2 separate regions of the Mus musculus genome follow, and region 1 is linked to region 2. A link is a contact called in public Hi-C data. All regions are on one chromosome and are shown on one strand. Each heading gives the region's core, a stretch centred on a gene start, on an enhancer-like site or on the middle of the called end of the contact. The rest is flanking DNA. Distances are from core to core; before and after follow the strand shown.

Region 1 (4,653 bases), core at 211-2,710, 500 kb before region 2:
GGGACCTGCATTTAATTACAATAGACAAGACCAAACCTCAACACAGAGACATATACAAGGCTACAAGAAAAGGAAGCCTATGGTATTTGAAGCTCCAAAAAATACTAAACACAATTTAATACCCAGTCAGATTAACATCAAGTTTTACACTAAAGGCTTGCTTTTTTTCAGGCCTTGTTACTAGAGTTACTGTGTCTAGCTTCGACAGAAAGTTACAAGGCATACCAAAAGTTGAGGGAAAGGTATTGTGTGAAAAGACAAATGTGTTATTTCTAAAACTTTAGGACTATGGCCGATGTCTGTAATCTCACTTGGGAGTTGGGACAAGAAAGTTGCAAGTTCAAGACTAGCTTGAGCAACATAGCAACACTCTTGTCTGACAGGAGTGGAGTGGTGGTGGTAATATAACCTTCAGAATCAGATAAGACTCATATTTTAAACTTCTTAAAATAGAATTTGTTTTGTTATTGTTATTTGCAGGATAAGATGTTGTGATAAAACACTGACCGAAGCAACTTAGTGAGGGAAAGGATTTATTTGGCTTATACTTTGAGATCACAGTCCATCACTCAGGGAAGCTGGGATGGGAACTCAAGCTGGCAATTGAACTGTAGACTGTGGAAGAGCTACTTCCCTTGCCTGCTTAGCTAGCTTCCTTGTACAGCCTAAGGCCACTGCCCACAGTGGGATAGGTCTCTTCCATCTATTCATTAGGACAGTTCCCCTATATATAGACAATGCCCACCAACAGCCTGATCTGGGTAATCCTTCAATTGAGACTCTCTTATCAGGTGTTTTAGACTTTGTCATATTGACAGTTAAAGTTAGCTAGAACCCCTCCCCAAATCATGTAGTAGGAGAGAACCAACTCCCCAAAAGTTGTTTTCTTAGTTCCACATGTACACTATAGTAACCTGTTTGCACCCCTCACACAAATAAAATCAAAATTAAAAACAAATATTTAAATTTAAACAAATAAATACTATTGTTTAAATCAAATTAAGTCATCTTTGTCTATAAAAATAAATTAGACTGGGCAGTGGTGACACACACCTTTAATCCCAGGAGGCAGATTTCTGAGTTCCAGGACAGCCTGGTCTACAGAGTGCGTTCCAGGACAGCCAGGGCTACACAGAGAAACCCTGTCTGGAAGAAAAAAGAAAATAAGTAAATCAGGTTCAGTTAAGTAAACGTCGTTGCATTAACTGTTTGCTTTCATGTCTTCAGCATCACTTGTCTACGTGTGCTCCGTTTTAAGAGTCTGATTATTGTGCAAATGTTCATGAAGCAGGGTGTGTGTGTGCCATGGCAGATGAGTGGAGGTCTGAGGACAATCTGGTGAAGTCTGTTTCCTCCTTGCATCTTTCCATGGTTTCTGGGGACTGAGTTTAGATGGCCAGGCCTGTGAGCCAGCTCACCAGCTCCTAGTGCACTCATCTTTCTTTCTTCTCCCCACAACGTTCAGGTCGCTCAGTGTGTCTCACCAAAGGGACCTCTGGCCTGTTCAAGAACATACTTTTTTGGAGCTACTCATGTTCCTTATTTGGGTAAGTCTCTATGAATAGTTATCTTACCAGCTATTACCTAATGGTTTTTCCTATGAAAGAGACATTATTATACAATTTACTATTTTATGCAAAATTCCATCTTGTAGGCATTTATCTTTCCCTGATTGCAACTATAGAATCAATTTGTTTAACTCATTCCTCACAGAATTCATTTCAATTCAACCTATAGTTTAAAGTTTAGCTGTGTTTATCCCCTGTGCTGTGTCAGAAGAAGGGCCAAGATTAATGAGACAGTTTGGGATAGCCGGGATGTGAGCTCCAGTCGGATCACATGACTGAACTCCTGCCTAGCTGCTCTGTGAAAAGAGGAAGTAGGCTGTGATAGGACACCCAAGGCTGAGGACTTGCAACAGTGAACTTCAGGAAGGCTAGGCCAAGTAGGGGAACACTACTTGCTGGGGTACTCTGAAGCTTCGGGTATCCAAAGAGACATGGGGGAGAAACTTTTAAATTGAGTGTGGCTCTCAGCATTGCTTCCCAGAGGTCAGGATTCAGAGGCCATTCATATAGAAGCCAGGAAGTTCTGGAAAGAAAGATTACTTAGATCAGATAATTAAAAAAATTAAAAATAGCCAGGCAGTGGTGGCACACGCCTTTAATCCCAGCACTCAGGAGGCAGAGGCAGGCAGATTTCTGAGTTCGAGGCCAGCCTGGTCTACAGAGTGAGTTCCAGGACAGCCAGGGCTATACAGAGAAACCCTGTCTCAAAAAACCAAAAAAAAAGAAAAAAGAAAAAAAGAAAATTTAAAAACAACTTAAACAACATTAATTTAAGTGTGTGTGTGTGTGTGTGTGTGTGTGTGTGTGTGTGTGTGTGTGTGTGTAAAAACATTCAAGAGCCTAAGATTCTGTGAAATGAATTGAAAAAGAGTCAGGGGGTAAATGAAAGTCTGAGAAAATTCTGGGAAAAGGCAAGTACCGCTTGCCGTCTGTGCGTGTGTAGTATTTAATTTAACCTGGAACATTTCCCTTTCCAGGTGACAACGAGAAGCTGCCCAGGACCACGGAGCAAATGTAAGTCCTTAAGCCAGATAGGTTTCCTCTTCTCAGAGTTGAGTTTCTCTCTGAGGCCCTCCTGCTTCCCCTTGGGGTCCACACTGCTGGGGACAGACGGACACTGCTGTCTGTCTATGGCTCAGCCAGTCCCAGAACGGCTCAGTCTGGAGCCTTGTCCAGAGGGCTTGGCCGCTTTGCCATCTGCTCCTCCCTCTGGAATGCTTCCTGATCTCCCTGTGTGTATGCTCATACATTTGTATGACATAACTTCCCTTCCTGCATATTATACACAGTAAAAAATACTTAATTGAGGATTTTTCGAAAACCAAAACCTTCTGCGATTCCTTGGGGGAAGTCTGATATCTCATGTGGTCTGCAGAGTTCTTTCTGGACTTGACATTCAGACTTGTGCACAGAGCTGTGCTCAGTCTCAGCTGTGTGCTGTAGAGAGGTCCTGCTTAGTATTGACTGACTTCCCTCCTTTCACATAAAGGAGGAACGCACGGGTCGGAAATAGATGTTGAAGCTCTAAAACATCAGCTCTTGACCCGAGGCCCTAGCATAGCTGAGTTCTAGACATTTCTTTCAATGACCAGCAGGGATTGGCCACAAATAATTGTCTATATAGATCACATCAAACTCCTGGCCATGAGGTAATGTGGCTGCAGCATTCCTGTTGAACATCAGGGCTGCTTTGGTTAGGTGTTAGTGTCATCCCCTTCTGACACAGGCTGCGTACTCTGCAAAATGACAGCTTCCTTCTCCCATTGGAGAGGAGTGAGAATCAATCAAGGCTGCACAAATAGTGCATGCTTCTATTAGAATCTCCAAACAAGTGTTCAGAGACCATGGATTGACCACAGTTAAGCTTCTGTGACATGAGGCCACATGGAACATCTGCTTACTGCACATGACATCTGCTTACTACATGTGAAAGTCTGCTTTTTTTTCTCTTGAGACAGTTATATCAATTACTTTCCTTGTTACCATGGTAAAATACTAAAATACCAAAAAAAAAAAAAAATTACAAAGGGAGGGAGCAGCAAGATGGCTCAGCAGGTGAGAGCGCTCACTGCCGATCTGTGCACAGGGTGCACTGTGTGTGACACTGTTTCTGGGGAGGCATAAACAAACATTTCACTTTACCACAAAAGTTGAGCTTGGTAAACCAGTGAGTTTATTGGGGGGTTACTTCCAGAAGTGTGGATGACCTCAAAGGCAGCCACAACTGCGGCACTGGCCACCCACTCCAATTTGGGTGATGCTTGAAGCTCTCTGCACAGTTTGTGAGCAGCTCAACAGACTAGAGAGCCTCCTCAGCAGCCTTGACTGCTCACATAGCCCTGGAGAGAGGGAGGGGCCTTGTGAAGTTGTTCAGTTTCAGGAACTTCTGAGACTTAGCAGGTTGTTTAGTTTCTGAGTCTTAACTTTGCTTAGCATTTCCTGAGTCTTACCAGGACTTCCAAGGCAGATTCAGGGAATCTCTGAATTTGAAACCAGTGTGGTCTAAACACTGAATTCTAGGACAGCCAGGGCTACACAGAGAAACCCTGTCTTGAAAAACCAAAAAATAAAAATAAATAAATAAATAAATAAAAGATAGAATTCTAAGTCTTTTTTTTTTTTTTTGGTTTTTCGAGACAGGGTTTCTCTGTATAGCCCTGGCTGTCCTGGAACTCACTTTGTAAACCAGGCTGGCCTTGAACTCAGATATCTGCCTGCCTCTGCCTCCTGAGTGCTGGGATTAAAGGCGTGCGCCACCACACCCTTTAAATTCTAAGTTTTAATGAGCATTCCCTTCAAGATGGGATTATTTCATCTGGGAGGAAATTGCCACACAACATGGTTGCAGGCTGCATACCCTCCCACACAGAAATGAATAAATAAGTATGTTTTTAAAATAAAAGGGCCAGCAATGGCTTAACTGGCAAAAACACTTTCTGAGCAAGTGGGGTGACCTGAATTCTATTCCTAGAACCCACAAAAACCTGGATAGCATGGCTTGCATCTCTAATTCCAGTGTTCCTGTGTCAGGATAGAAGGCCTGTGTCAGGATAGAGATAGGGGAATTGCCTGTAAATCATGGGCC
Region 2 (4,091 bases), core at 1,116-3,615:
ATTTAAAAGTTCAATAGACATCAGCTATTACTTCATTTATTTTTAGAATGCCGTTTCTCCTGCCAGAAAGATGAGTGATTGGATTCCCTACATGATCTTGGCCACTGCATCTCTATTATTGGTTGCCATGGTCTTTCCTCTCCTCATCTCTCTTCACACTCTGATCCCTTTTCCTTCTAGGACAGTTCTTGCCACAGGAACCCTCAGATCTCCACATTTGCTGTAGCTTAGAGTTATTAACATTGAGCGACTCAGTCCAGTCTGTCTGGACCAATGGTTTCCTTTGCATGAGTTACTCAAGCTCCTCCATTGCTTGCTCACAGTATACACTCAGAACCACCGTCCGGTAAGAGTATAGGAGATTCCTAACATCGCCAAAACCCCTCTCATGTCTAATCCAAAACAACACATGCCTCTAGTGGGCACTTCCAAATCTGACTTCTTTTTGAAGGTTATGTGAATATGTCATATAGTACTGGTGGTCGTCTAGGGGAGTGCCAGGTTTGTTCCTTGAAATGGACAGAGAACTGAGTGTTCAAGAAAGACAGAAGACCAAGCCATAGAGAAAGCAAAAGTAGAAGTTTTATCTTTTCGAATTGGGAGAGGCCCTAAAGCTGGGAGTCCACTATATTGATGCTGTTTGTGTATTTTTAAAAATATTTATTTTATGTGTATGCCCTTGAGTGTATGTATGTGCATCATATGCATACAAGGGTCAGAAGAAGTATTGGATCCCCAGGAACTGGAATTACAGATGGTTGTGAGCTGTCATGTGGGTGCCGGGAACAAAATCTGGGTCCTCTGCAAGAGCAGTAAATGCTCGTAACTACGGAGCAGCCTCTACCCACCCCCATGTATCTGCTTGTGTACTTTATAGGGCCCTAGAGTCTTCTCCCTGATGGTCCTGCTCAGATACCTGATGTGCCTTGAGTGAAAATGGCCAGTTTGAACTGGAGAGAGAGAGAGAGAGAGAGAGCCCAGCTGCTTCCTGATCTTGCTGCCGTCCCTTCCCCTCTGTGGTGACTGGGGTCTCCTGGAGCCATGAGCTAAAGTAAATCTGTTCTTTCGAAAGCTGCTTTTGTCTGTGTTTTGTCCCAACAATGATAAAAGTAATTGATACAAGTCCATTAGGCAGGCATGGGGTACACGCCTTTAATCCTAGCACTTAGAAAGCAAAGAGGCAGGTGGATCTCTCTGAGTTCCAGGTCAGCCTGGTCTACATAGGAAGTTATAGGTCAACCAGGGATATAAAGAGAGATCCTGTCTCAACAAAACATACATGCCTGTTCTGATACACTTTCCGTGTAGCACTCAATAAATTATATGAGATACTCAACATTCTATTATAAAATAGACACTGGGTTTAGCAATCTAATGGAGTTTTGAGAGGAGATGATATAGAGGACCCGCCCCCCATCCAGGATCCCTGGGGACATAACTAAGCAGCTAAATCAATGTCAGTAACTCTTTATTTCCAGAAGTAGTGGGAGAGAAACTATCAGCTATCATGATGAATGAGTTTTCTGTTTACTGCATGAGAACAAATTCATGAGTGAAACACACACAGATCTATAATCAAACTATTGAAAACACACCATTTCACCTGTAATACATACATGGCTAGAGGTGCCCTGCAGGATAGTTATAATCTTCATCATATGTACAAAGGAGAATGTACAGGGATATACACAGCAATGTTGCTGAGAAGAGCCCAAATCAGATTTCATACTAGGTATCTGCCTATTTAAGAAAGGATTAAGCAATTTAGTAAATTTAAATTATAGCATACTATACAGTGGAGCAAAAGAATTAGCTTTTATTTTTCAGCTTCTTTTTTTTTTTTTCCAGGATGTGGTGGTGCACACCTTTAATTCCAGCACTTGGGAGGTGGAGGCAGGCGGGTCTATGAGTTTGAGGCCAGCCTGGTCTACAGAGCTACCTCATCAACTCCAAGTTAGTTTTCTTATCATAACCAGTTTTCTTTGTAATCTGAATTATTTTACCTATTTAAAAGAATTCTAAGTGACTAACAGTGAGTACTAGTTAAGAGAATAACGCATAACAGAACATTCAAACATTCACAAATTCCCAAGACTTCTCAACTTATTGTTAAACTCACATCCTTGTTCAATACTTGGCCATATATATTTGGATGTTGTTTTGAATTTTCAAGAGAAATTAAATCTGACGAGTGAAAACAAAGCAAACAGACAAACTGGTTGTGTGTCCTGTGACCCTACATTACCAAACAGAAGGAGAGAACTCAAGTGAATCCGTACACACCGCCGATTGGTACGGGAGAAAGAACCGCCAAGCTCGCCAGGGCTGACAGGAAGTCCAGCTCCCACGACCGCGCTCGCTTCCGGCGTCACTTCCCCCGCGACTTCCTCGGCCGAACATGGCAGCGCTGAGCAATGTCCGCTGGCTGACCCGAGTGAGGCCCGGGACGACCTGAGCGGAGGGTGGGCGGGAGAACAGAGGGTTTGTCCGCGGTTTCCAAAAGAAGGCAAGGTCATCGCGGTGTAAGGGGCCGCGGTGTCCCCGATCTGACCTTGTGTCTGTCGCAGGCGGTGCTCGCCGCTCGGAACTCCGGGGCATGGAGAGGTCTCGGAACATCTACGGCTCACGCCGCTTCCCAGAGCCAGGTACGCTTGAGTCCAGCTTCGTTCTCGCCCATCCTTGTCGCCTCCTTGCCGCTCCCCTGGGTTTCCCCTCCCCACCTCTTTCCCTCTGACTCCCACTTCTGCCCCTGCTCCATCTCTGCTGGCCCCACTCACAGGCACAAGATGTGAGGGTGGAGGGTGCCTTTCCTGTGACCATGCTGCCTGGAGACGGCGTGGGGCCAGAGCTCATGCATGCTGTCAAGGAAGTGTTCAAGGTGAATAGCCCGGGGCGGGGGATGGGTGGCGGATCAGGCTACAGGGATGGATGGGTTGTTGGAAAGTTCAGACCTGACCCAGCCCTGTGCTTGGACTTATCCCTGAAGGCTGCTGCTGTCCCTGTGGAATTTAAGGAGCATCATCTGAGCGAGGTGCAGAATATGGCTTCTGAGGAGAAGCTGGAGCAGGTGCTGAGTTCCATGAAGGAGAACAAAGTTGCCATCATTGGTTTGTATGGCACTCTGTCATTTAAGAGCAGTGTTCATAAAGCCCCTCTCTCTGCAGTGTGTATATATCAGTTTTCCAGACTGGCCTCTACTGACATTTAGGAATTTGTTTCTTCTCAGTGGCAAACCAGGAGTTAGTGATGTCAGGAAGGGGTTGGGACCTGCTGAGGCTGTGTCACCGGGGTCAGACCCTGTTAGTTGTGTCTGCGTGCCCATTCTTTTTTGGTTTGTTCATTTATTGTTTGTTGTTGTTGTTGTTGTTGTTGTTAGTTTTTCCAGGTAGGGTTTCTCTGTGTAGCCCCGGCTGTTCTGGAACTCTCTGTAGACCAGGCTGGACTCGAACTCACAGAGATCTGCCTGCCTCTGCCTCTCTGCTCTCTGCCTCTGCCTCCCAAGGGCTGAGATTAAAGGCACGGCCACCCTAACCCAGTGTGCGCTGATCATTCTAACCACTCCATTTCTTCTCTTGTGCTGTTTTATTCCCCATATTGGATTTTTAAAAATTTATTTATTTATTTATTTATTTAGCTTGTAGGTTTCCTCCTATAGACCCACTTTCTTGGACAGCCTCACTTGCAGGGCCAGCTTTTGCAGAGGAAAGTCAGTTCTTTATAATCTGGCCCCTGATGTTCCTGTTTTCCTTTCTACAATTTGTTCTGTGCGTTGCTCACAATCCGCTGTCCTAATTGTCCTGTATATGTCACTGTGTCACCTATCAGGATCTCCACTCACTTGTGGCATTAGTTTCCTATGACTGCCATTGGATGCTACTGAAAATAACATATATAATTCAGTTCCTGAAGCTACAGTCCCTCTAAGTTCCTTGGGGCAAGTTTGATCCTCACCAGCAAAATACCCAATTTCCTTTTCTTGTTTTTTCTTTGTGCACAACTACTATCAAATGGCAATCAACCAACAACCCCTCTCTGCTTCTCAGGACCCTAACATTTCTATACCCTCTTGAAAAGCTCCCACAATTCTAAAT

The links. A called contact is a pair of places that touch in the nucleus more often than the background predicts.
Region 1: a Hi-C map of the HPC-7 cell line shows a contact between it and region 2, with 3 times the contacts expected there. The contact joins the enhancer-like site here to the promoter of Idh3b in region 2. A contact is called at or near these places in 2 of 39 promoter capture datasets (the HPC-7 cell line and HPC-7-derived erythroid cells), 2 of 484 Hi-C or Micro-C datasets (the HPC-7 cell line and frontal cortex) and 1 of 115 datasets of contacts at active chromatin or transcription factors (large pre-B cells).

Annotation. Positions count from the first base shown.
Region 1 is chr2:130,782,353-130,787,005 of GRCm38.p6, reverse strand. It overlaps 4930402H24Rik (RIKEN cDNA 4930402H24 gene), which reads left to right. Exons shown (of 37, transcript NM_029432.2): 11 at 1,466-1,547; 12 at 2,546-2,582. Among named protein-coding and RNA genes, the nearest start is that of 4930402H24Rik, 55 kb to the left of the region's middle. Within about 2 kb of position 1,460, at least 12 of the 459 cell types and tissues checked have an H3K27ac peak or open chromatin away from gene starts, as enhancers often do. A contact at or near this core is called in the HPC-7 cell line, where this site is marked.
Region 2 is chr2:130,282,725-130,286,815 of GRCm38.p6, reverse strand. It overlaps Idh3b (isocitrate dehydrogenase 3 (NAD+) beta), which reads left to right and starts at 2,365. Exons shown (of 12, transcript NM_130884.4): 1 at 2,365-2,434; 2 at 2,568-2,645; 3 at 2,780-2,878; 4 at 2,987-3,107. The coding sequence starts at 2,399.